5 separate regions of the Mus musculus genome follow, and all the other regions are linked to region 2. The links are chromatin contacts, called in public HiCAR-type, HiChIP or PLAC-seq, capture Hi-C and promoter capture Hi-C maps. All regions are on one chromosome and are shown on one strand. Each heading gives the region's core, a stretch centred on a gene start, on an enhancer-like site or on the middle of the called end of the contact. The rest is flanking DNA. Distances are from core to core; before and after follow the strand shown. Region 1 holds the start of Cstb (cystatin B). Region 2 holds the start of C2cd4c (C2 calcium-dependent domain containing 4C). Region 3 holds the start of Agpat3 (1-acylglycerol-3-phosphate O-acyltransferase 3). Region 4 holds the start of Pwp2 (PWP2 periodic tryptophan protein homolog (yeast)). Region 5 holds the start of Ilvbl (ilvB (bacterial acetolactate synthase)-like).

The links. Promoter capture Hi-C pulls out the DNA fragments that hold promoters and counts their contacts. HiCAR-type assays count read pairs that join an accessible place to other places. HiChIP or PLAC-seq counts read pairs in DNA pulled down with a chosen protein or histone mark. Capture Hi-C pulls out chosen DNA fragments and counts their contacts.
Region 1: a contact with region 2 is called in a capture Hi-C map of embryonic stem cells, with 4 times the contacts expected there. The contact joins the promoter of Cstb here to the promoter of C2cd4c in region 2. A contact is called at or near these places in 2 of 39 promoter capture datasets (hippocampal neurons and neural stem cells), 5 of 115 datasets of contacts at active chromatin or transcription factors (embryonic hindbrain, embryonic stem cells, fetal liver and 2 more) and 1 of 9 other capture datasets (embryonic stem cells).
Region 3: a contact with region 2 is called in a promoter capture Hi-C map of hippocampal neurons, with 4 times the contacts expected there. The contact joins the promoter of Agpat3 here to the promoter of C2cd4c in region 2. A contact is called at or near these places in 2 of 39 promoter capture datasets (cranial neural crest and hippocampal neurons).
Region 4: a contact with region 2 is called in a HiCAR-type map of astrocytes, with 4 times the contacts expected there. The contact joins the promoter of Pwp2 here to the promoter of C2cd4c in region 2. A contact is called at or near these places in 1 of 39 promoter capture datasets (hippocampal neurons) and 2 of 115 datasets of contacts at active chromatin or transcription factors (astrocytes and embryonic stem cells).
Region 5: an H3K27ac HiChIP or PLAC-seq map of extraembryonic endoderm stem cells shows a contact between it and region 2, with 8 times the contacts expected there. The contact joins the promoter of Ilvbl here to the promoter of C2cd4c in region 2. A contact is called at or near these places in 4 of 39 promoter capture datasets (embryonic stem cells, hippocampal neurons and stem cell-derived epiblast-like cells) and 8 of 115 datasets of contacts at active chromatin or transcription factors (astrocytes, embryonic forebrain, embryonic stem cells and 2 more).

The regions. Positions count from the first base shown.
Region 1 is chr10:78,423,280-78,428,752 of GRCm38.p6, forward strand. It overlaps Cstb (cystatin B), which reads left to right and starts at 2,391. Exons shown (of 3, transcript NM_007793.3): 1 at 2,391-2,578; 2 at 3,648-3,749; 3 at 4,032-4,343. The coding sequence starts at 2,513. The coding sequence ends at 4,160.
Region 2 is chr10:79,610,523-79,615,869 of GRCm38.p6, forward strand. C2cd4c (C2 calcium-dependent domain containing 4C) reads right to left here and starts at 3,496. Exons shown (of 2, transcript NM_198614.3): 1 at 3,235-3,496; 2 at 1-2,816. The coding sequence starts at 2,789. The coding sequence ends at 1,530.
Region 3 is chr10:78,347,257-78,353,040 of GRCm38.p6, forward strand. Agpat3 (1-acylglycerol-3-phosphate O-acyltransferase 3) reads right to left here and starts at 4,444. Exons shown (of 10, transcript NM_053014.3): 1 at 4,371-4,444. It overlaps Gm40709 (a long non-coding RNA gene), which reads left to right and starts at 5,227. Exons shown (of 3, transcript XR_871856.3): 1 at 5,227-5,671.
Region 4 is chr10:78,182,910-78,188,721 of GRCm38.p6, forward strand. Pwp2 (PWP2 periodic tryptophan protein homolog (yeast)) reads right to left here and starts at 2,240. Exons shown (of 21, transcript NM_029546.2): 1 at 2,162-2,240; 2 at 1,149-1,261; 3 at 37-131. The coding sequence starts at 2,179. It overlaps Trappc10 (trafficking protein particle complex 10), which reads right to left. Exons shown (of 23, transcript NM_001081055.2): 23 at 2,513-5,185. The coding sequence ends at 4,947.
Region 5 is chr10:78,571,666-78,577,233 of GRCm38.p6, forward strand. Ilvbl (ilvB (bacterial acetolactate synthase)-like) reads left to right here and starts at 3,326. Exons shown (of 15, transcript NM_001359302.1): 1 at 3,326-3,566; 2 at 4,917-5,118; 3 at 5,235-5,362; 4 at 5,446-5,568. The coding sequence starts at 3,432.

The DNA of each region.
Region 1 (5,473 bases), core at 1,141-3,640, 1.2 Mb before region 2:
AGTCCCTGCAAAAATCAAAATCAGAAAGCAGATCACATACTTCCAACATATAATAGCACAGGATATCCATCACCATTCCAAAAGGGATAAAGGCAAGCACAGGAAGGGAATACTGGACCAAAGCAAGACTAAAACCAGCTGGGCAAAGTCCAAGCTCTGCATCTCCAAGTCTGACGCCAAAGTGCTCTTCAGATTTCCAACTCTTTCAGCTGTGTTGGCTGCAGCATTCCTCTCTCTCCTGGGCTGGCTCCACTCCCTGTTAGCAGCTTTCCTCAACAGCTATCCCTCGGCTCTGGTATCTCCAATATCTTGGTTTCTCCAAGGCAATCCAGGCTTCATAGCTTCACGTGATGGCCTCTATAGGCCTCCACCCATGACAATACCTGGCCTCAGCAGCTTCCCTTGACCTCAGAGGGAGATTCCATAACCCCTGTCTTCTATCCTTGCCTCTAAAGCCAGAACCATGTGACCGAAGCTGCCAAGTTCTGCTGCTTGCTGAGGCTGGGAACTGACCCCCTGCTTTCCTTCACTGCCTGAGCTTGGTTGTCCTGAAACTTGATCTGAAGACAAAACTGGCTTCACACAACTGCTGGGATTAAAGGCATGCACCGCCACACCTGGCTCTAAACTTTCTTTTAATTCCTTTTCACAGGCTGAAAGCTTAGCTGGGCAGACTCTTGCCCTGAAGTCACCATTCCCTTTATGTAAACATTTGGCTTTTCTGTTACCTGTTTAACTCCTTAAAAAACAGGATTTAGCTCCTTTCCACTTCCTGGTGCCCCCTTTTCTGTACATTTTGTATTTTTTACTTCCTCAGCTTGCTCCTTTTCATTATAGATCTTCATAAGAGTGACCACTAACAACCACACAAGAGAGTCGATACTGGGCCATTTTGAAATTTCCTCTGCCAGCTCAACTAATCCCAAAGACTTAAATTTAGCCTCACGAAGACTTTTTAGACAAGAGCAAAAAAGCAACCACGTTCTTAGCCAAAGCTCGAGAACAGTCTGTAGGCCACATACAAATAGTTTTGTCCTCTGAAACCTCTTGAACCAGACCCCCAAAGCTCACATCACCTTCATCACCACTGTCTTCCATATTCCTACTACTATGGCCCTATGAACTATTAAGTGATCAATTGCTTTTCTAACCCAAAATCCACATTCCTCCAAACAAAAGCATGGCCAGGCCTAATCCCAGCAATACTCCAGTGTCTGGTACTAACTTCTGTTTTAGTTTGGGTTGACTGCCACCACCACAAGTCTCCATGTATGTCTGGGCACCACTTGCATCCCTAGTGCCCATTGAGGCCAGGGGGTGGAGAAATAGGATCCCATGGAACTGGAGTTGTGAGCTAGTATGTGGGAGCTGAGAATTGAACTCAGGTCCTCTGGAAGAGCAGCCAGTTTTCTTAACTGCTGAGCCATCTCTCCAGCCCCTCACTTGGCTCTTTGACTGGGTTCCAAATATCAAATTCAGGCTGTCGCACTTCCGTGGCAAGCCCCTTACCATGAGCTACCTCTGCACCCCCAAATTATTTTTTTTAAGCCAAGGTCTCACTGCATAGTCAGGTTAGCTTAGCCTCTCAAGTGCCAGGATTGCAGGTGTATACCATCATGTCCTGCTATCCAACTGTGACAGTTTTGCAAACGGAAACTCGGGTTTGAAGGTCACTCAAGTAAGAGCACTGACAGAGGGCATATCCGGGGTCCTCATGGTTCCCAGCCTGTGTTGGGTGTGTGAGAATAGAGTCTCACCCAGAATAGACCACCTACCCAGCTCTGTGGGGCTGGGGCTGGGATCCCCAAGCCCCGCCTACCGCCTGACAAGGCCATGTCATTCAAAAAGAATGGAATTCCCAGATAAGCTCTTATTTCATGGGGTTATCCGGACCCAAAAACTAAGTCCACGTTGGGGAGGGGAGGAAAGGATGGGGCCAGGGGTCAAGGAACAGGGATCTGAGACTTCTAGGTCCTCAATCATCTATTTCTGTATCCACTCTATGGAAGGAGGGATAGGGACCCATCAAGACCCCCACTTAATAGTCACAGGACAAGGGGAAATTGAGATGTCCAGGGCTGTACTTCGTGTCCACCTACTCCATGGAAAGACTAGGACCCCTTCTCACATCTCTGCATCCTGTGAGGACCCGGAAGCCCCTAAGCCGGGTCAGAGATACTCCTACAATCACTTCACGACCATTGAGGGGCAATCAGGACTCCCAGCCTCCAAACCCTTCTTAGCGTCCGTTCAGGGAAAGGACGTGAAGCACCCACCATGCCTCACCCTCCGCCCACGCCCAGCCTGGGTCTCCTGACTCTGCCTGGAACGGAGGGTGGTGACAGTAAAGAGAGCGAGCGAGAGGGTGCGGCGCCCCGCCCCGTCGCTCTGTCACGTGCTACGGGTCCGGGGGGGCGGAGCCAAGCCAGGTTTTTCTAGGGTCCAGGCACCCAGGTCTCCTAGTTGGATCTGTCTTCAGCTTCTCCGTGCTACCCCGACTACTGCTGCCAAGATGATGTGTGGCGCGCCATCTGCCACAATGCCAGCCACGGCCGAGACGCAGGAGGTCGCCGACCAGGTGAGGCTGGGCCCAGGTCAGGCCAGTCTGAGCCAGGCCTGCGGAGACCCGGCGGCCTCAGGGACCGGCCTGCCCAGACTGGTCAGGTCCTGCAGCGGGTTTCCGGGGCGGCCACAAGTGTGACTGGGAGCTGGGGGCTCTGGATCTGGTTGGAAGATTCAGGGCCGGGAACTGGGGCGAGTCTTCTGCCGCTTGCATACAAGAGGGCCACTCACCTATTAGGGAACTAGCCCCGGGATCGGTGGAGGGATCCGGTGGTCCCAGAGAATTCAGGAAGGCAGCTGTTAGAACCTAGACGGCACCTTTTTGACTTACACCCAGGCCTAAACAAGAGAAAGCCAGACTGGGCTACTGTGCTTGTCTCCTCAAAAGAAAGAGCTAGGACTGTTTAGCTCAGTGGCAGGAATTCAACTGATACCACCACCACCATCACCAACACCGCCCCTCAGGGAAAAAAAAAAGGATCAAAACCAGAAGTTGTAGAACTTGCTTGTGCCTAGTCTGAAACGAGGGGGTGGACCTTGGGCCTGGGCTGCCCTTCCTGTGACTGTTAGCAGAGCAGAGATTCAGTACAAGGTAGGGGGAGGTTCAGGGTATTAGCAAGAGAAGAAAAGTTAAACAAATCCTCTCTTCAGCTCTCCTGCCACGCCCCAAGCCCAGGACCCTGTCCACTAAGCCTAGCTGATCTTGGGAGGTGTTTGCTCTGACTGAAGTGGCCAAGAAGGAGTGAGTCAGCTCCATGAGACCCTAGAAATGAGGAAATGTTACAGACACACTGGCCAGGCAAGGGAACCTTGGCCACGTGCCACATCAGCACTCAGGAGGCAGAGACAGGCGAGTCTCTCTGAATTTGAAGCCAGCCCAGTTTGCTTAGTTCCATGCCAGCCATAGCTACATAGTGAGACCCTGTCCCCCCCCCCCCCAAAAAAAAGGAGCTGTGTTGTTCTTTATCAGTGGGGCCAACAGTTTACCATGTCCCCCGGAATGAGGAGTATTGAAGGCTGGCAGTGTGTGTGTGTGGGGGCACCTGTGCATGAATCTAAGTCCTTCCTTCTCACCCACCATCCAGGTGAAGTCCCAGCTTGAATCGAAAGAAAATCAGAAGTTTGATGTCTTTAAAGCCATATCCTTCAAGAGACAGATAGTGGCTGGCACCAACCTCTTCATCAAGGTGGGTACTGATAGTAGCTTGGCATGAACTGGGGACATAGTCTCAGAGTAGAGCAGAGTGTCCTGCAACTTCCTGCAGAGAACCCCTTAAGGGGACATGTACATGTTCTGAGAGGATGAATTTGGGGTGTTAGGGTTCCCGGCCTTAAAGGAGGAGACAAGGGTTATCACTGGCTAAGTTAGTGGCTGGTGGCCTGTTCTGGCTCAGTTTCTAAGGCTGGGTTAAGCCTGGAACTGGAACCTTACCTTTCACTCACATGTCTGTCTGTCTGTCTTCCTCCAGGTTGATGTTGGTGGAGATAAATGCGTGCACTTGAGGGTGTTTCAACCCCTCCCCCATGAAAACAAGCCTTTGACCCTGTCTTCCTATCAGACCAACAAAGAAAGGCACGATGAGCTCTCCTACTTCTGATTCGGGGCTCCTTTGCACCTGTGTTTGGGACCACGTAGTAAAACCCCCCTCGGTGATGGAGAGAAGGGAGTTGAGCAGCTTCTGTTGTGATTCTCAAACTGCGTTGTATTTTGCATCCTTCCAAATAATTATTTTCAGAAAACTGTATATGATCTCTCTAAATATATATTTTTAGAGACTATATGAATTGTGTCCTTAGTTTTAATTTTTTTCCCCTTTGTTTGAAAAATCACAGTCACACCAGGCAGTGGTGGCTCATGCCTTTAATCCCAGTACTCAGGAGGTTAAGGCCAGACTGGTCGGTCTACTGAGTGAGTTCCAGGACACCCAGGGCTACACGGAGAAACCCTGTCTCCAAACAAACAAATCACAGTTATAATGTAGCTATACCAAGAAAAGGCAAGTGATGTGTTTATTTTACTTCTACATTTATTTACGGGCGGATATGCTCATGAGCATATACGTTCATGCCGCGGTGCACATTGGAGGTCCGAGGACAACCTGCTGGAGGTGAGTCTCTCCTTCCACCATATTGCTTCCTGGGATTGAACTCAGGTCATGAGGAATGACAGCAAGTGTCTTTAGCCACTGAACCGTTCATAAACTGGTATCAGGCTCTGGTGTAATGCCCAGCATCGCAAAAACACAGTGATTCATTATTGTGGGGGCTTTTGGGGGATCTCGCTTTAGGTTTAAGAATAAAGACATGAAGACGTGGAGCTTCAGCCACAAGCTCTTTATTCATCATCCAATCTGAGCCAATCAGCAGCTAGACTACGCTCCGCCCTGTTGCCCATTGGCCAGACTGGGGATCGCGTGACTTCCACCAAGGCAGTTTGCGGTTTTTTTTCTTTTTGGGCAGGTGAGGAAGCCCGATTTACATATCCTGGCGCTGCCAACACAGCAAGTAACAATTGAGAATACAGGAACACACCTCCATAGCCAATTGATACAACACGTGTGAGGATGGGTCATCCCAACAATTCATAGCTGAAGTGACCCAGTGGGTAGAGTCCCTTCTGTGATAGACATGACCTGAGCAAGCCTGGGAAAGTCTTTCTGATCTAGGGCAGGGGAGTGACCTTGTTCGCTGAGTCATAGCACCTAGGTGGGAGAGTCAGGACCTAGCATCCACCCTTCCAACATTGCTCATCCCAGCCATGGCTATTGGTTCCCATGGCTCAGTCTCCTCAGAGCACAACCTGGACCTTTGTGTTCGTCCTGACCAGTCGGCCTTCCCGAACCTGCTTCCCTTAGGAAGGTCAGTGCTAGATGAAGAGAGGTGACATTCTTGAGTTCAGAGTCATGTTGCA
Region 2 (5,347 bases), core at 2,246-4,745:
TGGGACCTGTGAGCCCTCTTCACAACGGCCAGGGTCTCCCTCCCTTTTCTATCTTCTTCTGTTCAACCCCAAGCAGTAGAGAGTAGGAGTGTGAGAAAGGCCTTCCTCACCTCAGGCTCCCCCACCTTGCCAGCAGCCACGGTTAAACTCCTGTTGTTATTAAACACAAATCAAGCAGGCCTGCACCCCCGCACTCCCCAAACACCTTTACTGCACTCAAAACAGCATTATAAACAAACACATTTGGGGGAGGCGTCTTAAAAGATTCACGTACAGTCAACTGCAAACAGAGATATCAAACAGTGCAGGGTATAAAAAACAGGGCCCCACAGAGCATAGAAGATGGGAGACAGAAAAAAGCAAGAGACCCCTGGGGCCCTCTGTCCACCACTCCAACTGACCAGCCCAGGTCCTGGATGTACCCTAGTCCCAGAGACAATGGGGACCAGGCACAGGGGTTGGGTAGGGGTTCAACTCCTAGGTGCTTGGCTCACCTCAAAGGTCCAAGCAATCAATCTCAAAACCCTTTTCTAGAGGGACAAGGGCTTTGGGAGTTTAAGGAAACAGCAAAAGACAAAGGAATGCTGGACCCTCCCTTATCTGCCATTATCCAACAGGCGGTCCATTCTGTTCTGAGTCTTAGAGTTTGTGCAAAACACAGCAGCCATTCAGGGACCCATGTATCCCACCCCATGAGGATTTCCTGTGCAGGAAAGACACACACATAAACAACCTAGAACCCTGCCCCCCAACACAAGTGCGTGCACACGGGCACACATACACACACACACACACACACACATACACACAGCCCACCCACCACAGCTATAGCCTATTTACATTCTGGAGCAAAGGGCGACTTGCCAAGGGCACCCTGGGAAAGTGGTTTGTAGCTTGCAAGATGAGGATAGAGCCACAGACTTGAGGCAGAAGCTCCTGGGTTACAGGTGGCTCTGGTTGATCAGCAGGAGTGGAGGGAAGCCTGTGCCAAAGAGCCATCAGCCAAGAGTCACCGCCTCCTTCGGCTCTCTGTGCACTCTGGCTTTCTTGATTCCCGCAGCCAAGCCCTCCTGTAGCTCTAGATGGCACATCAGCGCCAGAACTTGGGAGGTTAGGCCTACCTGGAGCCAGCCTGGCCAGGGAGGATGACTTCCCACAGACTGGGGGAAGTCTCAAAGAAGTTATCGGAGCATCTGAGCAACCGGGCCGTGCGGGAAAAACACCCGCGTGCAGCCAAGCGGGGGGGGGGGGGGGGGGCGGGGGGCGGGGGACAAGTTCCACACTCAGGAAACTCTGTTCTGGGTCCCAGCTGCCTTAGGTACCAGGATCCTGGGACTGCTACGAACCCCACAACTCTATGTGGATGGGCCAAGGTGGAGGGGGAAGGGGTTCCAGTCAGCAATATTTGCCCCAGCAGCCCATCTCCTAAGCGCACTCCACTAAGAGACCCAGGGAAAGCGGGGCAAGAGGCCCCGCCCACCCTCACCCGGCTCAGCTGAGCTAAGTATAGAAGGGAGGAACCAATGACCTCACAGAAAGGGCAACAGGGAGGTCAGTGGCAATTCCTCCTCCCCCAGGAGTGTGTCCCGCTTGAGGCTGCTACCCTTATTGACCACCTTGATCCTGAGGGCCAGCTTACGCACACTGGCTGGCCCCAGGCCATCAAAGAAGAAGTCCTCGTTGAAGATGGGGTGGCGGCTGTTTTTGATGATGGTGCTCCGCTGCTTCTGCAGCTTCCCGGGCACCAGGCACAGCCCCACGCAGCAATTGATGCTCCGGGCATCACAGGGCCGGTCATACAGGCCCTCGGCCGCCAGCAGGCGCACACGCAGGCGGGCCTGAGCAGCCTCGTACTCGGCCAGCAGCCTCACGCTGCCCCTGGTGCCCATCTTCACTGTGTGCTCTCCACGTGGTGCCTGGCCAGACTCCGGGCCTGGCTCCGGGGTAGCCCTGCGGGACAAGCGGCGACGGACACCTGGGCTGGTGTCTGGTGTGCTATCATCCGCAGACAGGGAGCCATGGCGACCTACCGACTGTTTCAGCTGGCTCACTTTGGCCTGGCTGTCCTGGGCGAAGCCCTTGAGCAGCGATACAGAGCGAGACAGCAGAGGGGACCCGAAGGGGGACGACTCAGCAGAGGACCCTGTGTCACTTTCCCCGCCACTGAAGTAGCGGCTAGGGCTCATCAGGGCCCCCCCAACCTCCCGGGATCCCCCATCACCTCCATTGCCCTTGGCCCCTGCTCGCCGGCGGCCAGCACCAGGGGATCCGACCTGGGCCAGGGCCCCGTGCTCACTGTGGAAAAGGGACTCCTTGCGCCTGGTGTGGGGGCTCTCGGCCAGTGTGGCAAAGCCATAGGATGTCTGAGCCTTGGGCACAGAGGGCAATGACATGGCACCCTGCGCCTGGGGGTCAGCGTTGGTGGCTTCCTCGGCTGTCCAGTCCTCCGCACTCTCTATCTGAATCACATGTCGTGTGGCTGCCTTCAGCAGGCTCCTGCTCTCTGAGGCCAACTTGGCCGGCAGCCGGGGACTGCGAGGTGCTCGACGGGGCCCAGGTGAAGCCAGGTTTTGCTCTGAGGTGGAGGGGCCCAGGTCCGCCTGTCCCTCAGCCTCTGTGGGGCCAGAGGGCAGCTTGGGCGGGATGAAGAAGTCGGGGATCTTGTCCGGAGTCAGCACGTTGCTATACAAGGGACCCTTGGAAGACTTGTCCCCAGCCTCACCGCGGCTGGCTCCGTTCTCCCCAGACCCCCGAAGTCGTTCCAAGAACCACATGTTGGTTTTTCTCATGAGGGCGACAGGCAAGAGACCAGGAGTCTGAGGAAAGAAATAGGAGTCAGAAGTGACACTTGTGCTCAAATGTCACCTGTCAGGGCTGTCAAAGGGTCGGACTTGTGTTAAGGGGTCACCTTAGGGTTATCAAGAAGTTGGCATTTATGCCCAGCTGTCAACTGACTGTCAGGGATGTCAGGGGGTGGTACTGTACATGGGAGTCATCCGCCAGGGCCCCATGGGCTTGACACCTGGTTCAGGGGTCACCACCTGTTAGGGTTGAAGCCAGCGTAGTGTAGGATCACGCTGAGCACTTGGGGCGCCCTGAGCAGGGTCAGTCTCCCACGCGAGCTGGGCCCGGCCTGTATCCTGCGCACCCACCCACCACCACCTCAGGGGATCGGGGTCCCCCCAGGGAACCACAGGCCTGAGCATCCCGGCCCCGCCCCCAGCTGCCACCCACCTGTGGCTTCACTCAGCTGCTGCGCTGTGCGTTGGGGGAGGCGGCGACAGCCCTGGGCCCGGTGCAGCGAACTGACCGCGCCCCCGACTCCCTGTGCGCCGGGTATGGGTAGCGCGGAGCGCGCTGGGCTCACCTGCCCCACGGGCTGCGGCGACTCCGGAACGCGGAGCTAGGCTACAGCCCGGCGCAGCTGCGAGCGAGGCGGTAGCGCAGTGGCCAGCTCTCCTCTCGGCGCGGGAAACCGCCCACCAAGCCGTATTCCTCCGATTGCGGCCGCGCGCCCGCGTCCTCGCAATCCGCGAGGGGCGGGGCCTCCCGAACTGGCGGGGAATCGGGGGCAGGGCTCCTAATATAAATAGGGCGGGTCTGCATGCGGAGCTGGGCCTAGGAGACAGTCTCCTGGTTCAAGCTGAGGAGGGGGGAGGCGGAGCTACTGGTAAATAGGGTGGAGCCTGAAGAAGGGGCGGAGCTGGCAGGAGTGTCTGGACTACATTGTTCCAGCCAGGGGCAGGGTTGGTAGCACTGAACCACCTGCCTGGTACAGGGTGGATGGGGCATTGCCTCCTGGTACAGAGAAAGAGTTCTGTGAGGGGTGAGGGGTGATACCAACTTGTATAGCCTGTGGTCCTGGGCAAGACCCAGACTACTGATCTAAGCCTCCTGATGCTAGACTGAATGGAATACATAGAGTCTGGAAGGGGAGCTGAGGGGCGGGGCTTGTGTCACTGAATCCAGCTGAGTCTAGCTGTACCACTTCTAGTCCCAGCCTCTCCTCTCAGCTCTGGGGAACACAACAGATCCCTTCACTAGCCAGCTGGTCTTCAACCAATAATAATAACTCTAATGATTGGAATTGGGAACTGAGTCCCAATCAGCCTCTACATGACCTTCTCCATCTCTGGTTCCCATGGCCACCCAGCAGGGAGTCAGTCATCCTCAGCGTTTGTAGATGAGGTGACAATTTCACTCTAGGAGAACAACCCACCCAGAGAAAGGCCTGGTCACTGTTGGCTGGGTTTCCACAGCTCAGCATCAGGTACTTGGTGTAATACACCTTCCATGGGCCTACATTTATCTGGTACCCATCTATGGCCAAATGACCCAGATGCTGGGAACAGTCTGATGGCTATCCTAGTGACCAATGAAACAGGTAGCCATGGAACAACACACCGGCGAATGACAATATAGGTGTGTGGCTCTCCATGACAAAGCTATAACAGTCCTGGAGTGGTGACACACACCTTTAATTCCAGCATTTGGAGGGGGAGGGGAGCAGAGGCAGGCAGATCTCTATGTGAGTCTAGCCAGGTCTACATAGCAAGTTCCAGGACAGCCAAGGTTACATAGTGAGACTGTCTCAAACCAAACAAAAACAAAACAAACAAAAATCTTGTAACAGGAAATCTAGAGGGCAATGGAAGAAACTGCCATCCATCAGCCATGGCAAAAGAGACCTAGCAGGGTAAGGCCAGGCTCAACCTAAGGTTAGCTACAGGATCACAGCCCCCAGGAACCAGGTGCCTTGGGCTTGCTCTACTGGCGCTTCAATCCTGTGGCTGACCATACTTCCCTCTGTGTGATGGCAGGTAAGTCTCCCAACCTCTGAGCCTCTATAGGTGAGCAAGCATCTTAGCCAAGGGTGTCCTGACTCACCCCAGAGCCTGGCTCCCATAACTCAAGCAGCAAAGGACCCCAAAGGCTGGCTCCCATACCTGAGCACAACTGCTGGCTCCTGCACTGATGTACCTGGAAGCTTAGAAATGAAGGCCCTCTGGCAGTGGTGGCGCACACCTTTAATCCCAGCACTTGGGAGGCAGAGGCAGGCAGATTTCTGAGTTCGAGGCCAGCCTGGTCTACAGAGTGAGTTCCAGGACAGCCAGGGCTACACAGAGAAAACCCTGTCTCAAAAAAAAGAAAGAAAGAGAGAGAGAGAGAGAAAGGAAGGAAGGAAGGAAGGAAGGAAGGAAGGAAGGAAGGAAGGAAGAGAGAGAGAGAGAGAGAGAGAGAGAGAGAGAGAGAGAGAGAGAGAGAAAGAAAGAAAGAAAGAAAGAAAGAAAGAAAGAAAGAAAGAAAGAAAGAAAGAAAGAAAGAAAAGAAAGAGAGGAAATGAAGG
Region 3 (5,784 bases), core at 3,194-5,693, 1.3 Mb before region 2:
TGGTCTACAGAGTGAGTTCCAGGACAGCCAGGGCTACACAGAGAAATCCTTGTCTCAAAAACAAAAACAAAAACAAAAACAAAACAAAACAAAAAAACAACAACAACAAAAAACCCACATTAGGTTACTATACGTTGGCACTGAGGGTGTGGCTAGGGGATATGGCTGGTAGAATGCTTACCTAGCACGTACTAGTCAATGGGACATGGCCCTCCTGTGCCAGCATCTCCCCCCAAGAAATGTCCAAGCTAGAAAGACAAAGTTATTAAGCTTTAGGCTTCATTTCTGAAGTGGCTGGAACTTTGCCACTCAGGCGTCTGTCATCTGCAGTGATGTGTGGGGCCACATGACCAGGGAGCTCAGAGGTTAGGGAGAAGTCCAGTGCACTCAGCAGGCAGCCTGTGGGACGTGGGCCCTGTGGAGCTCCTAGCTTGAAGCTCTCTGCATGAGCCTGACTAAGCTATCCTCTGCCGAGACTCTCCCTCATCTGGCTTGCCTCCCTCCAGCCCAGCCTCCTTTCCCAGACCTGCTTGGGGCTCACCACTCAGCATCTTCCCCGGGGACCTCTTGCACTCTGAACTTCATTGTGGCACCCATTTCCCACGTAACTCTAGCTGATGCGGTCTTCATTTAATGATCTGCCTAGGCTAATGAACTACTAAGGCAGCTTAGCAGTTAAGAGCGCTTGATGTCCTTATTTAGGACCCAATCTGCCTCTGGCAAAAAAAAAAAAAAAAATCTCCTCAATCTACACCACACTTTTTGAGGGACTCCGACTTTCTGTGTCTCTCTCTAATAAAAGGCAAACTGGTTCACTCAATCGATCCCTCTAATTACACTAGAACAATGACTGAGATCAGAAATCAATCAATGGGAAGCCTGACTGGATCACCTGCACATGACTCTGTGAGAGTGTGTATATATAAAACTGACACGGTGACGGCATTCTCTACAGCAATGAGATACGCAAAGCAGAGGCAGGGGCTGGAGGATGCCACATGGCATGAGGACCCACATAAGGGAGCCCAGTGCAGCAGCTCAGACCTGTAATCCCAGTGCTGGAGAGGCTGCTTAGCAGTTAAAAGTGCTTGCTGCCCTTACAGAGGACGCAAATTCAGTGTCCAGCAGCCACGGGTGACTCACAACCACCTGTGACTCCAGCTCCAAGGCAGAGAGGTCTGGCAACCACTTCTGGCTTGCAGAGGTACTGGACACACAGCGTGCAGGCACATGCACACACACCTGGTCAGTGGGGAAAGAAATCTTTAAAAAATAGGAGGGGGCTGGGGAGGTGGTTAAAAGGTTAAGAGTGGGCACTGGCTGCTCTTCTAGAGGGCCATTCGACTCCCAGCACCCACGTGGTGGCTCACAGTAATCTGTTACTCTGGTTTCAGGAGATCTAGAACCCTCTTCTGGCTTCAGGAGATCTAGAACCCTCTTCTGGCTTCAGGAGATCTAGAACCCTCTTCTGGCTTCAGGAGATCTAGAACCCTCTTCTGGCTTCAGGAGATCTAGAACCCTCTTCTGGCTTCCTCCAATACCAGGACAAGTGTATAGTGTCATCACATACATGCAGGCAAAACACTCACACACCTAAAATAAAAACAAATCTTTCTTTAAAATAATTAAGAATAAAGTGGAGAGCAATGAAGGAAGCCAGCCAATGTTGACCTCTGAACACAAAGCCCCAACCATATGCATACCCACACAGGTACACATGCACACTAAATAAATAAACTTGTTTTTAAAGCAGGGATGAATGTAATATCAGCATATACTATTGAATGCTCCAGTCAGCAAATTGTTAGAGGAAGAGCACCCTTAGCCAGCCAGCAGAGACAGGGAGACAGAGGGCCAGCAGAGACAGGGAGACAGAGAACCAGCAGCAGCTGGGAGAGCCTGTGTCCTGCAACAGCTCTCTACCACACTACTCTACACCCACTGCCACTGTCTTTTATTATAGCTCTCACCTCAACTTCCCAAAAGGAATGGAGACACTGCCCATTAATGATGCATGGTTCCTGGGTCACAGAGGGACCTTTGGGCTCTCTTTGGGCCTTTGGGCCACTGGCACCCTGATCCAATTGAGAGCACCTAGCTTCTTCGGCTTATTATCCTAAGTGATGTGAAGCACTCCAGCCAGGAGGGAGGCTTCTGCCTGTCATAACCTGAAAGACTTAAGTGTGCCTCCACTCACCCCTACTAACATCTAAAACATATCCTGCCTGTGTGTCTCCCATCCACATGTGAGGAAGAGAGGTAGCCATGGCAAGGCACCCAACTAGTCCAGTAGCCAGTCACAGGTACAGCAAGACCCACGTACCTCATCAGCCTGTCTCTCCATCCCTACAACTAAGTACAGATATGCCCAGGTGACAAGTGTACACTGCTGGACTTTGGCTGACAAACAAGATCAGAACATGCCGGACTCTAAACAAAGCAGCAAGACTGTCCAAAGAAGAACCGCTATTGCAACCGCCTGAAACAAAGCATCGTGAGGTTAATACGCTCAAATTAACCCTGCAGTCACTATGAGGTCGTTCTAGGAGTGACCCATTGTCCAGTTACTCACTTTACAAATCAGGGGAAAATCATTTATATGGTCCCAGTGCTCTTCGGTTAATGGATGAGGACAAACCCCCATGGAGTCCGAGTCCCTAAGTAAATGTTTGACAGAACTCAGCCCAGCCCTAGAGCAGCAGAAACTTCTTAATGAGAAGACTAAGCAGCTACGGGGCTCATGTCAGACGAGTCAGCAAGATGCCGCTGGCCTAATGTGGCCGGTCACACCCAGAGACAAGCTGTTCAAACCTCGCCACCCACAGAATGAGATGGGAAACATCACAGAGGTATGCAAAGGCCAAAATGTGGTTCAGAGTCTGTCAGCGTTTGAGAGAAGGGAAAGTAGTGTGGGGTACACACAAGGAATGCAGGGAAAGCAGCCATTGCTCTGGCAAGAGAGAGAGTAGGGGATGCCAAGGGTCCAGCACTGGATCTGAAAAAGCAGTGACACTGCAAAGCCGTCGGAGAAGGGAACACACACAGTTGGTACCAGCTCCATCCTCTGAGAGGCTGGACCAGTTAACCAGCACCAACTTGTTAGGAGTGAGCTTGGATTAACGATGCCATTCTAACTCCTGAAACAACAATAAACTTCCATCTTTGCTCATCCCATACTATACAAAGATCTTACTATGCCCTACCTGCCTCCAAGTGGGCCAGAGACAGATGTATACAGATTTTTACTACCCTGACTGGGCTGGAGGAAATCAGAGTCCCTTTGCTCTTCATTTAAATTCTGGCTGTGGAGATTTGTGACATAATCCAGGACAAGTGGCTAGCCTTGCTCCTCAGACCCCAGTGTGTTTCAGAGTCTGTTAGCACAGAGTCGCAGCTATATGCCCCAGAAAAGAAGTAAACAACTCCTCTACTGCAGTAGATGCTCCTTTTGTAACTTCTGAAGTAGATCAGTTACTTTCTGTTCAGTTTCCCCAGTCCCCTAGAACACACAGGCACTGTCCTTCCCAGGTGCTGGGCCTGTTATCTGGGAGCAGCTTAGGGTGAGACAGAGACCTCCCTTCATTTCCAGCATCCCTCCCATCTTCCTTCCCTAGGAGACACTGTATTTAACCCACTTCCCACCAATTCCACAGGCAACTTCTAAGACCTAGACCTTCTGCCCTGCTGCTGTACAGATAAGAGCAGGTGGGGGCCACACACAAGGCCTCCAGTAGGTCCAGACTGAGTTAGGTCAGACATCCAGCTGACATCCACCTGCTGAACATAGCCATGCTGAGGAGCACATGCCACCAAGACCAAAGAGAGGCTGGCAAAGCCATTGCATGTAACTGCCTTTGGAAACAACGTAATTACAAAGCACAGAGTGTGATACTAGGAATCAATCTTATAGGCTAAATCCTAAAGTTGGAAGGAGTCCTGCTTACCTAATAAGGGGAAGGGACAGTAAGGGAGTGATCAAAGTGCACAGAGACCCCTTTGAAAGGGGCACAGTCCATTTCCCAATGTCATCGAAGCAGAAAGAGCTGCTTCCACTCAGTTCCAACAGCCACCAACCCAGCACCCCCAACCGGCACCCTGTGTCCAATCCCAGAATCCAAGATCTTGGCTCTGGACGAGTCATTCCAATCTGTCTCAAATCCAAGTAGCCTTCTCGTTTCCCAGGAAGAAGAACCCAGTCTCTTAAGTATTCTCTTAGAGAAGACTTTCCACACTGCTTTAAAAAGTTAGGTTTGAAAGGCCATTTCTAAAATCATTTCCCTGTGCCCCTAAACTTCTCTCGAAGTTAAAAAGGAAACCTGAATATATTTTCCACCCAGCTTAAGTGTTCACAATCCTCCTGTCGTAGGTACCTGGGGTCAACTGCTCCGGGGCTCCAGGCCCACCGTGGACAGGTGTTTTCCTCCAGAGGCTCTGGTTACTGAATGACCCCAGCGCCTGAGTGAAACGTGGAAATTCACAGTCGGCCTTTGGTCTCAAACGCCAAAGTCAAGAAAAAAAAAAAACAACAACAACCGAGCCCTCGCACCTTCCTCCAGGGCGTCCCACCTGCAGCCCTCCCTCCGCGTTGAGCAAGCAAAAAAGTGAAACTAGCCCACAGGGCCCCGAAATCAGGCATGGGGGGCTCCCCCAGAGCGAGGAGCCGGGAGCCGAGCAAGGTTCCCCCCGGAGAGGGGCCCCAAGGCCGCCCAGGCCCTCTCGTCGGGCCCCGCATCCCCATCTCTACCCGATCGCCCGCATCCCCAGGCCGCCGCGCACCCCGCACAGCACCGGCGGGCCGGGCAGGCCGCACAGGGGCCGGGCGGGACCCGGAGCCTCCAGGCGCCGCGCTCTCCAGGCCGCGCGCCCCGCGGAGCGCAGCCGGCCACTGCGGCGGGGCCCGGCGACCGCGGGCGGGGGACGACCTCCGGCGGCTCGGCCGGGCTCGGCGCGGCTCACCTGCACTCCACCTGCTGGTCGCGGTTCTCGCGTCGGGCGCGCGCGGCCTGGGCCCGGCCCGGCCCTGCGTCGGGGCCTCAGCGAGTGCGGCGCCCGCCGCCCCGGGCCCCCATCGCCGCCCTCCGCCTCGGCGCCGCCGCCACTTCCTGTGCGCGGCGATCCCACAGTTCCGCCGGCGCGGGACGCCAGGCGCGGGGACGCGGGGACACGCGCGGACCGACGCGCGGGGGAGGAGTCGCGGCCCGCGGCGCAGCGGCGACCGCCTCGGCCAACGGACAGCAAGCGGGGGAGGGGACGCGAGGCGCGCCCCGCGGGAGCAGCCTCCACCCTCCCTGGCCAGCGGGATGTTCCTAGACCCAGTCCGACTCCCTTTCAGCTGCCTGCGGTCCTCCGGAGTCCCACTGGGGTGTTCCTGGGCCCAGCTTGAATCCCCTCTTTTAGCCCACTGAAGTCCTTCTGGGGTACTGCGGTGTTCCTGGGCCCAGCCTGGATCCCCTTGTCCCCCTGAAGTTCTTCGGGGTGTTCCTGGGCCGTACTTGGACCCCCGATGGTTCCCTGGAGTCCTCCTGGGTTGCCTCCCCCAAGAACTGGAATATTCCTAGGCCCAGCCTGGATTTGCCTCCGTTCAGCCTCCTGAAATCATTCTGAGCCTCAGCCTAGACCCCTTCCCAGTCCCGGAGGTCCCCTTGAGACCCAGGATGTTTTGATGGCTCAGGTTAGACTCCCCTTCCTTCTGAGTCCTCCTGGGGACGCCTGGAAATTTGGGGGTTCCCCGCCAATTAATTAGACCCCATTTCCCTTATCCTCCTGGACCCCACTCCCAACACA
Region 4 (5,812 bases), core at 990-3,489, 1.4 Mb before region 2:
GCCACCCCAGTGCCTGCCCACACCAACATTGATTACCTTCATCAACGATGATTGCGAGGCGACCATCTGGGGACAGCCCCACGCACTTGATGTTGTATTTGGTGGCCAGAGGCAATGTGTTGGATCTGTTGCTAAGAAACACAAAAAACCCAGCCCACAGTTGGTTTCGGACACTCGGATAGGGAGGGCAGGGCCAGAGATGGACTAGCAGCTGGTTCTCCTGCTGTAGGGCCCCTTAGGCTACAGCTCGTTCCTTGCCCTCCTGGGTCGTCTTGGTATTGACCTTTTCGAGTTAAGGGTAGCACACTTGCAAAGGCTGTATGTTCTTAAATTCAGAAGTGGATAGAAGGAGAAGAAAGCAGGGTTTGACTGAGCTGGAGGCACCATTATAGGTGTCGCAATTAGAACCTAGTTTGTTTGTTTTGTTTTTTTTGGTCTGAGTCTTCTTTAACAAACAGGTTCTCATTACTTCTGAGACCCTGAGATGTTATTTAAAGAGACAGTGACACAGAAGACCTGACTAGACCCAGTAATCCATCGACAGCAGGCACAGTAGGTTATACTGCTGGCCCAGCCTACAGTGTCTGGTAACGGAGGTCTAGGACTAGCCAGCTAACTGAAGCTAATGGGAGCACAGTGGCCAGAAGAACTGGAGGGTCTTGCCCAGGCTAGAGGGGATCAGCCTACAGACGTTCAGACAGTCAAGTGCTGAGTCATTCCTAGTCAGAAAAGGAGCCACAGCACATTTGTTGGGACAAGCAAAGCTAAGCCTAATCTCAGCAGGGAAGGTGGGAACCATCAGGGCTGTTGAGCAAGGACCCAAGACAGCCTGAACTCTCCAAACCACCTGTCCTGGGGCCCTTAGAGCCGCCCCTCCCCCCACAGTAAGTGCTCACCTTTTGAGATAACCTTCCTATCTGCCACCACCCCTACTTGCTAGCCAACAGCCAAAAGGCACATGACTTTTCCTTTCCCTTTAAGAGTAATGCTGGTGTTCTAGATACTAGAATGAAAAACGAGGACCTCAGCAGGCAACTCTACCATGACCTGTGTCCTCCTAAATCCAGTAGTCCTGCAAGCCACAAAGAGGATGGCTAGCCTTCACACGGAGGATAACGTCCCTGCTAACATTGTCTCCCCATACTTACTTCTTAAGGTCAAACACAGTGACTCTATTTCCCACGGGGCTGATAACAGAATTTCCATCATGTGTGAAATTTAAGTTTCCACACCGATAAACCGTACCCAACAAATTCGAGAACTGCAAAGGAAATGAATCAGTTTTAACACAGAGAACACAGCGTCAGCTCTCTGAAATGGTGATGAGAGGCATCTGGGCATAGGTAGTAAAGTACCTGACCATAGGTGTGTCCTGCCCCTGGGCAGAGGAGGAACCCAACTTAATTCTCAGGAGCCCAGGGTTCCCTTGAATGGTACTATACTCCCAAGACAGGAAGCATTTGCCAGGCACAGAAGGGCACAGGATCTCCATTCTAAGAGAAGCTGCTTCAGTGAACAGGGCTGCAGGAGATGCTCACCACGCCCACCGTGCTAAGTATCAGTGCCCCGGTGTATCCATTCAGTTATCAAAGGCAAGCATCTCCATCCAGCAGACACAGCTGGGTGTAGAGACCCGAGCCTTGTGTTCTATGTCCACATAGAAACGGCACATAGGCAATTGGACAGATGTCCAAACACTGCAAAGCCCAGCAGAGCAGTAGGGTAGTTGCTTACTGGGATTGCCTGGGCTAACTAAGGCAGGAGTCGATCTGGGGTGTAGGTGGGCAGCTATGCAACGAGATAACACCAGGCAGAGCTAGGCTCCTAAGAGGTATGATCAGCAGAGGAGCGCTGTCGAGACTGCTCCAAGAACTGGCGGCCCTGTAGAGAGCTGGGTGTTGCTTGAAGTTTGTTGTTAAGAGCCTTTCAGCAGCTATTGCTGTGTTGTCTGGCAAGAGGAGTTTGGACAGGGCTGGGTACAGCCCGAGACCTGTTGGGTAGGAGCCCGGAGCTCCTGGTATAAACCAGGAGCAATAGATTGCGATGGGTCGACCCACTAGTGCTTCCCACAGGCAGCCGAGATGACAACGACCTCGGTCTCTCCCGCGTCCTCGGAACCTTCCATCGCCCTCCCGTTGCCCCTGCCCGGCCCGCCGCTCACCCGGTAAGCGAATTTCATCCTGGAACCACACGTGGGGTACCGTACTGCAACCACTTCCGGAATACAAACAATCTCCGGCGCTTAAAACGCGCACTTCCGGGGCGGAGCCGCAACCCTAGTGTCCTGGGAAGCCCCGCCCGTCCCTCCCTCACCCCCACTCCCGCCACCACCCTGCCTCTACGCAGGCGCTGCGTAGCGGTGAACTAGCTGAGACCGCTAGGACGGTGGAGAATGGAGCTAAGTTCTAGGTCTCCATGCAGAGCCCAGTCCGGAGCTGAGAAAGCGAGCAAATCGTCACACACTCGCCTGTAACCGTGCAAAACAAAAACAAAAACCCAAGTTCAAACGGAGTTTCTTCTTAAAACGTGTATTTTTAGAATTTTAATGCTTACACTTTAAACGATCTTAGTACAGCGGCCTTACTCTGACATTATGTTACAGAACACTGTGAAAATGGAACCAACGCCTGCAGTGTCAAGGTGCGGCCGTCACCTTTCCTAGACCCCATCCCAGAGAACAAGAGCTGCCAACTCTCTTACAGAGAAAGGTGTCTTCATGAGAAATAACAGAACTACCAACATTTTAGATCTCCCCTTTGTTTTATTCTTAATATATATAATTAGAAAACCGTAGAGAACTCAGAAATATGAAACTCAGGGGGTGGGCGGTGAACTCAAGAGCCAGACTCCACTCTAAAGGACTACACACGGATGCGGGAGGCTAGCAGTGCCGGGTGGAAGCTTTTCTGCCAGGATCAAGTCTCAAAGACCTCCCCACACATGGACTTGACATCTGCAGGCCAACTGTCAAAGGTTTACCGAAAACAGAGTTCAGAGGGCTGTAGACATTCAGTAAGTACCAAGTTCTAATTTGCATACCCAGCTCCCCAAGTTTATTAGTTTTAAACTGCACATAAAATAGGTTTTCAGAGGGTTTTAAATAAATGTTTGTTTTTTTTTTGTTTTTTTTTTTTTTAAGGTTTATGTGAGTACACTGCCACTGTCTTCAGACACACTAGAAGAGGGCATCAGATCCCATTACATATGGTTATGAGCCACCATGTGGTTGCTGGGATTTGAACTCAGGACCTCTGGTAGAGCAGCCAATGCTCTTAACCACTGAGCCATCTCTCCAGCCCCAGTGTTTATTTTCTTTAAGCATTCCTCCAATTCCTGCAAATGAAAACCACTTGGTGGTGGTGTGTTGTGGGCGTCGTACTATCCTTTATTTACTGGCTGAGTTAAAAGCAAATACCCTGGGGCTGGAGAGATGGCTTAGCAGTTAAGAGCACTGAGTACTCTTCTGAAGGTCCTGAGTTCAAATCCCAGCAACCACATGGTGGCTCACAACCATCCGTAATGGGATCTGATGCCCTCTTCTGGAGTGTCTGAAGACAGCGACAGTGTACTTACATATAATAAATAAACAAATCTTAAAAAAAAAAAAAAGCAAATACACTGAATACTGAAAGTGTTGGCTTGGTTCTCCTGGTTCTCTCTGTGCCCCTGACTCTGGGCCCAAACATGGTCCCCAGGGGGCAGCGACTCCTGAAGAGGGCTCCCTCCTCTCCCAGCTTTCTACCTCAGGTCCCACTCACAGACACCACGCCAATAAGCCCAGAGCACTCTATCTCCTATATACAAAAATACATCACTTTGGAGGACTGAGAACGTTTAATACATACAGCATCTATTTACAATCTATGACTTCCACACCAGTAAAAACAAACACACATTTATTTTGTCCTTGATTTTTGGTGCAACTTATACACAAACATTACATCAGTTAGTCTGTACTCTTAAAAATAATAAATCAACAATATGTACAATCAAATTTACAACCAAAAGTAAATGAACCCGTTGGTGCGGTATGACTGCAACCCAGTGGCCCAGCTGAGGTCCTCCAGGCCCTGAGTCCTTTACGACTGATCAGAGCACAAGAGAGGCCCCTCTCATCTTCACTCCAGATGGAGCATCTTCAGTTCCAAGACTTAAGGTGCAAAAGATGTCGATTATACAGCTACAATACATGAGCAGACTTTAAAGTGAGAGAAAACATTTTACCCCCACATCCAACAATTATAATAAATATAGATTTAATTCCAAGTGCATATGTTATTCAATCAACATTAGGGGAGTCGGGGATCCAGAACTTTTAGCCTAAGCCATCTCCACACCACACTTCCCTCCTCTCTGGTCTTCTCTGCAGTACCTTTCACGTGGCTTCTACAGATGGATCTTGTGATCTGCTGGGCATCCCAAGGCACAGAAGGGGTTATGTTCCCTCCCACCCCACCCCACGGCCCCAAAGCTGTTACTATAAAACCATAACCAGGGGCTCTGGCGTGTAGGACAGTGTTTTATCCCAGGAGGCCCACAGTTGCCCAGGGACTGGGCTTTGTGAGAAGGGCACACAGTGCCATAAGAGGACTGCAGTCTGCTGAAGATCCACCTTAAAGAAACCATGGCGGTGTATGGAAAGCCACTAGGAGAGGGCTGTGAGAAGAGACCAGACCCTCTTGGGAGGGTCTGAGGAGTTGGGGATACCAGCACGGGGCACAGGGCCAGGGATAAAAAAAATGAAAACAAATCCTGTGTCATAGACAACATGAGGTGACGCTCTACTCCACTGCGCAGCTGAAGGACACTGTTCTCTGCTGTGTCTGTAGCTAGGCAGGACTGCCAAAGTCTGGTTAGAGCTAGTGTGTTACCACAGACCACAATCCAGCCACAGTCCCTAATGCGCACTCACACCCAATCTGTGGCTTCACTGGACCATGGCACAGTCAGGTAACACTGACTTCCAGGACGTGGTCGTCTTGACTGGGAATGACCAGGACCTGCATGCCAGTGCTGGAGTTGAAGACCTGGCCAGCGGGCAGTGCTTGGAGCCGGGGCATGGGCAAGCCTTTGTGCTCGCTGCTGGAAGTGGAGTGTGTGCTGCCTCTACTCCGCAAGCTGCTGCAGTCCAGCTGGTCATCTAGGTGCTTGTCCACTGACAGGCTGTCATTTTCTATCCAGCTGTCTGTGGAACACACAGGAAGTCAGACCAAGCCACCAAAGAGTAAGCCTGGGGAGGGGGCAAGCCAACCTGCCTGTCATGTGGATGCAGAAGAGCCAAACAAGTGTCATGCTGTTACAGAATTCCTGTGAGTTTTTGAAACTAGAACAAACTGGGATTTGGGCACTAATTTCTACTGACCATGAAACTATGTATTAACTTTTCAATCTGTCACATGAAGCTACAGCCTATTCAATACAGAATTTACCACTGATTTTTAGGAGGGTTCTGCCTACAGCTTTCTCGCTACATTCAGGAGACACCACACTCTGAGCTGACAGTGTGGTTTGGTCTTCTCAAGATGCCAGGTAGTAGCAGAAACTGCAGTCCCCAGCCAGACTTCCCCCGACGGCCAGGCAGACAGCAGGCCACCACTAAGTACACTGTGCAAGCCAGAGTTTGAGGATTCTGTGCTTTGTTTTAAATCCCACCACATCTAGGGCTGCACATTTAAAACAAGCTCTATACTAACAGCTCTGCACAAGGAAGAAGCCAAGGCTCTGCTCAGATGCTCAGTGGGTCTGCGCAATGAGTGAACTGAACTTCAGTACTTCTAACATGAGATGACTTATGAGAACATGACCCACTTTA
Region 5 (5,568 bases), core at 2,076-4,575, 1.0 Mb before region 2:
AATCTGGGAAATCAGAAAGGCTAATCAGAGCCACATGGAAAATAAAACACCAAGATTAACATAAGAGGGGCCATGAGATGGCTGGCTCAGGGGTAAAAGTGCCTGCTGCCATGCCTTGAAGAACTGAGTTTAGTCTGCAGGTCTGACATGCTGGAAAGATAGAACAAGCTGTCCTCTGACCTCCACATGTGTACCCAGTACAAAATAAATACAGTAAATAAAGAATTAAACGCTTAACACATAAAAGAAGTCAGTTTGTAGAGGAAATGGGCACGGTGGCCTGCGTGCAATTCCAGCCGCAGAGGATCAAGGGAGGGGAAAGCAGAGCAGGCTCACTGAGAACCAGCTGTATCGATGAGCTCCGGGTTTGACTGAGAGAACCTGCCTCAGTGACTAAAGAACAATGGGGGATGATTCTGGACCTCAACAGTGTACCACATGCATGTGCATCCACACATGCGTCACACACACACACACACACACACACACACACACACACACGCTTGTGAAAATGGAGAAGGAAGAAGGAGACAGACAGGAAGCCTTTACTTACCTGGGTTTTTAACAAACAGAAACATTCTTGAGTAAAGCCTAAGTAACAGTGAATGGAGAGGCAGGGGCTACACAGGGCCATATTTCTTCAGTCTGATCCTTCGAGGGCTCTTTCCTCAGCTCTCTGTCCCACTTCCACCTTTGGGAGTGTTTTTCCTTTGTTAATAATCTGCCTCTATTTCTATTTCTAGTTAAAAGTCCCTGGAATAGTTATTTTGCCCCAGGACATAAAAGCCCGGGATTATATGCTATCTGAGCTCAACTTCATGGCCTAGCACTCCTAAGCATGTGCCTGACACTCTGGGCCTCCTCACTGTTTCTCTGACCTCCATGACTAACTTAAAGGACAAGACTCCTTCTTCATTTCCTCTGGCAGGATTTTCAGCTTGCCCCTACTATTTTTTTCTCCCAAACTCTTAATAAAAATGTCTTTGGGATTCTTTCTGACTCATTTTATTAATGGGACTAAGGACCCCCAAGAAGATACTAAGTAACAAGTCTGACAGCCTCTTCTTTAGGGTTAAATGAATTAAGTGAAGAAATGTGCCAGGAAAGGCTGTGTGCTGACACAGAGTAACTAGTTCATTCTTTGTCTCTGTCCGTCTCTTGGTGTCTGTGTGTTTCTGTCTCTGTCTCAATCTCTCTGTTACTGAGGATAGAATCCAGGACCTTATAAATAAGAAGTAAGGGCTTCGCCACTAACTACATCACCAGCCCAAATACTATCTTTTTATTGGCCCTGGAAATGTAATTGAACCTAAAAGCCCCTTTCAGGAAGTATGTGGTTGATCCTTTTAATTAAGGGCTCTCACTAATAGGGCCGGGGAGGAGTGGCTCCCTGTACTGCTCCTAGAAAGAGAATGGAGTTAGGAGACAGAAGGGAGTAGGGCCAATTTGGAGATAGATGGAGTAATCCAAAACAATTCTTTTCTTAATTTTTATTTATTCACGTTACATCGAGGTTGAAGCCCTGCCCCTAGTCCCACCCTCACAAGTCCCCCCCCCCCCCATCCCCTCCTCTCCTCCTTAGAGAAGGGGAAGCTTCCCTTGGGTACCAGCCCAGCCTGGGACATCAAGTCATTATAGGACTAAGCATGGTCTCTCCCACAGAATCCCGACTAGGCAGACCAGCTGGGGGAAGGGGATCCAATGGCAGGCAGAGTCAGAGACAGCCAGCCCCTGCTCCAATTGTTAGGAGACTCACAAGAAGACCAAGCTGCACATCTGCTATAAATGGGTAGAGAATCTAGGTCCAGCCCCTGCACTCTCCCAAAACAACTCTTATGGAATGGCAGGGAAAAGCCTACCTTGTTTGATTCAAGACGAAATTGGAGGCATGCTCACAGCCAGTAAGCATAAATAATTCATACGGTAGTTTGGCTAAAAATAGTTGAGTAGGTTTTTGTGGGTACCCATGGCTTTGCCTGTGCTAGGCAAATGTTCCATCACAGAACTTAATCAGAGACCATAGTTGCTGAGAAGGGATGGCTGAACGATCAGCTTTAAACAGGGCATTTATACCATGGCTTGCAAAGGTCAGGGAACACCAAGGAAGAGGAAGTGGAAAGAATATAAGAGCCAAAAGATGGGGAGAAAGGCTGTGGAATGCTATCTTGTGGACATGACACAGCTGAAGCGATTGTGATTTTTGGTTGGTCTCTATGCACTCCTGCTTGTCCTGGAACTCACTATGGAGAAGAGCCTGGTCTTGAACTCGGAATGGTGGGAATAAAAGCACATACTATTACACTGGTTTACATTGTTAAATATCCATTGTTCAGGCTTCAACAAATAGCTCAAAACTCTTGGTTACACAGATGGTCCTGATTAAAAGCCAGTCAAAGAAAAAGACATAAATTGGAGAAAGGGATTTGTAAGACAGATCGGAGTTTGTAAAAGGTCCCCAGATGCTGGAAACCTGGAAAATGACTGAACCGGCCTGGCACCAAACACTAGGGAGTTCTCTAAACATCCTGCAAAGCCTCACAGTGGTCCAGGAAGGGGAGGGGCTTGCATATGTTGCGGTCGGGAATGCGGGTTCTGGGGAGCTCGGGTGGGGGGTGTGTCACAGTCCACGCCCGTGGAACGTGCCGCGAGATGGTTCTCGCGGGTGTGGAAGGCGCGGTGTAATGTTAGCCAATTAGAGGCGAGAGAGAGAAGCGACCAATGATAAACGTCTCTTTCGGATAGCTTTTTCAGCGAGACTCCAGTTTGGCGCACGCGCGTCTCGTTGAACTACGGGGCGCTGCAGAGCCAAGTGGGCAAAAGGGGCACCACTCCACACTCCCCAGTCACGTGACCCAGAAGCGGCAGAGTTCCACTGCAGTCAGGGACCTTTCCTATAGGCAAAGGTCATAGGGCCTTGTTTGGGGATGGGTGGAAGGGAGTTCTATGTAGTGGAGCTGAAGGCGCATCCTATTGAAAAGTGACCTCGGCTGAAGGCCAAAGGTCAAGAGTCTGGTGTGTGTGGGGAGGGTGGGGGAGCGTACCCTAGGCTGCGCGATCCGATGGGGGTGTGGCCTTACGACTCAATGATGTAAGCGCGAGGCGGGCTCTCCGCTGAGCCCCAGTCCAGCGTTGAGGAGGGTGGGTTCTGCATGGGCTCGTTAACAGATAGGTAAGTAGGAATTTCAACCTTGTTTCGGTGCTACTGCGATCGCCTTGACCTGCTGTGGCCTACTTTTAGTTTGAAGGTGGTGACGTCAGGGGGCGGACTTAGCCTCACTGGGGCGTGGCTTTAAGTCCAGTCTAGATGCGTCTGTGGGCGTGGCCTGGCAGGTCGGGGAGGTGTGGCCCAGGTCCGGCGGACGATCCTGCTTCCGGATTAGATTATAGTACTAAGATTCTGGCTCTGTGCTTTCTTACTTAGGTTCTGCCTCATGGAAACTTCTGCGGCCGCTGCATCTGCGGGAGGCTTCTTCCCCTCCTTCCTGCTCCTGGCGTTTGGGACGCTGGTGGCTGCCGTGCTGGGCGTCGCTCACAGACTGGGGCTCTTCTATCAGCTGATGCACAAGGTGCTTAGGGTAGAAGGAGGGCTAGGGGTAGGAGGAAGGCACTAAAGGTGTTTCTCCAGCTCATCCACTGTGCAGGTGTGGAAAGCGAGTCCCAGCTAGTCTAGAAGTGGCTGGTTGGGAGATTCTTTACAGAGCTCTGTCCCTTTGCCAAACTGTATATGGGCCTGGACTTTGTAACTAGTACGAGATAATGGGGAAATTGTCGTTGTCTGGACAGCACACATTCTCCGCCTACCTCCATACCCAGGGGCCTGAGTCATTTTAACAGAGCAGGCCTTTTAAACATAGTGAGATTGGTGGGCTGAAGGTAGGCAGGGGAGGGAATGGGCTCTGATAGTAAGCCCTTCTGAGGAACTGTCTTAGCATATTTCGTACCATCTTCACCAAAGTAAGTGCTATAATTTCTGTCCTTGTGCCCACAAGAGGCAAATGATCTACAGAGAAGTTTAGTATTTTCTCTAGATGACAGATTTGGGAAAAGCTGACCCCACAAGTCATACTTATAAACCACTTGTTCCATTCTGAGAAATTCTTGCCCTTACCCAGTCCCTTTTCTTCTAGACAGGGACAGTGCCACTGACCTTGAAGTATGTAGGGATCGTGAAGCTACTGAGGCTTGGATGCTCAGGGTAGTCTGTGCCAGGAGTCACTTCCGTGCTAGGCATATGGCTGCTGGCAGCATGTCAGCTGGACCTGTGCCTCACTAGCAGAGGGAGGCAATAGGCTGGATGGAGTTAGCACTCCAAGTGCCAGGCCCTGCAGGGATACTAGGAAGCAGGCACACATCTAAGCCAGGGGCCTTCTGCCTCTTGCCAGGCTCTCCTGGATTCTCTGTAGATTTAACCTCTATCTCCTTTCTTCTCAACTGGCCCAGTATCTCTGGAGCAGGCATTATAATCTCCAGAGCCACTTAAGAACATAGGCTTTATCTCAGTCTGCTACTTGGTAGGCTGGGGAGAGATGGTCACAAATTCAAGCCCTGCCTAAGCTACATAAGGAGTTCAAAGCCTCGTGAGACCTTGTCCTAGTAAAAGCTGATGATATAGCTCAGTGGTTAGAGTGCTTGTCTAACACTATCTATGCCCAGGGTTCAATCCTCAGTACAGTTTCAAAAAGAACATTTCTTCTGTTGGAGTCTATCACTTGGGCAAGTCTTGGCATTTTTAGCTGTAGGACAAAGAGAACAATAAATTTGCTAAGTCAGTGTACCCTTCTCTGAATTGGATTTAAAGTGGTATGTCTCTAACCAGAATCTAAGTTCGTCTGTCTTCTGACCTTACCCCTGCCTGTTCTTGTACCTGCTCCTGGGCTGGCCTCTGACTGTCTTGTTCCTCATCTCCTTTGACCCAGGTGGACAAGACAAGCATCCGGCATGGTGGAGAGAGTGTCGCAGCTGTGCTCCGAGCCCATGGTGTACGCTTTGTCTTCACATTGGTCGGTGGGCACATTTCCCCACTGCTGGTGGCCTGTGAGAAGCTGGGTATCCGAGTGGTAGACACACGCCACGAGGTCACTGCTGTCTTTGCTGCTGATGCTGTGGCCCGCCTGACTGGTAAGGACCAGGGACTAGCAGGACAGTGACATGGCCCCTGTGAATGAGAGGCAGGGGGTTTGGGGTAGGACGATGTTTGGGAGGATGGCATGGTTGTCACCAGCTCTTTCTTTCAGGGACAGTGGGTGTGGCAGCAGTGACAGCCGGTCCTGGCCTCACCAACACTGTGACTGCAGTGAAGAATGCACAAGTGGCACAGTCCCCAGTCCTGCTTTTGGGTGGAGCTGCCAGCACCCTGCTGCAGGTGCCTAGTCCTTAAGGGTAGGTGGGGTCCCCAAGACGGCTTCTCAAGCTTATCTGATAACTGTCCCTTGCCTTCTCTGCCAGAAACGGGGCGCACTTCAGGCCATTGATCAGATGTCTCTGTTCAGGCCACTCTGCAAGTTTTGTGCTTCTGTGCGAAGGGTACGGGACATTGTACCTACCCTGAGGACTGCAATAGCTGCTGCC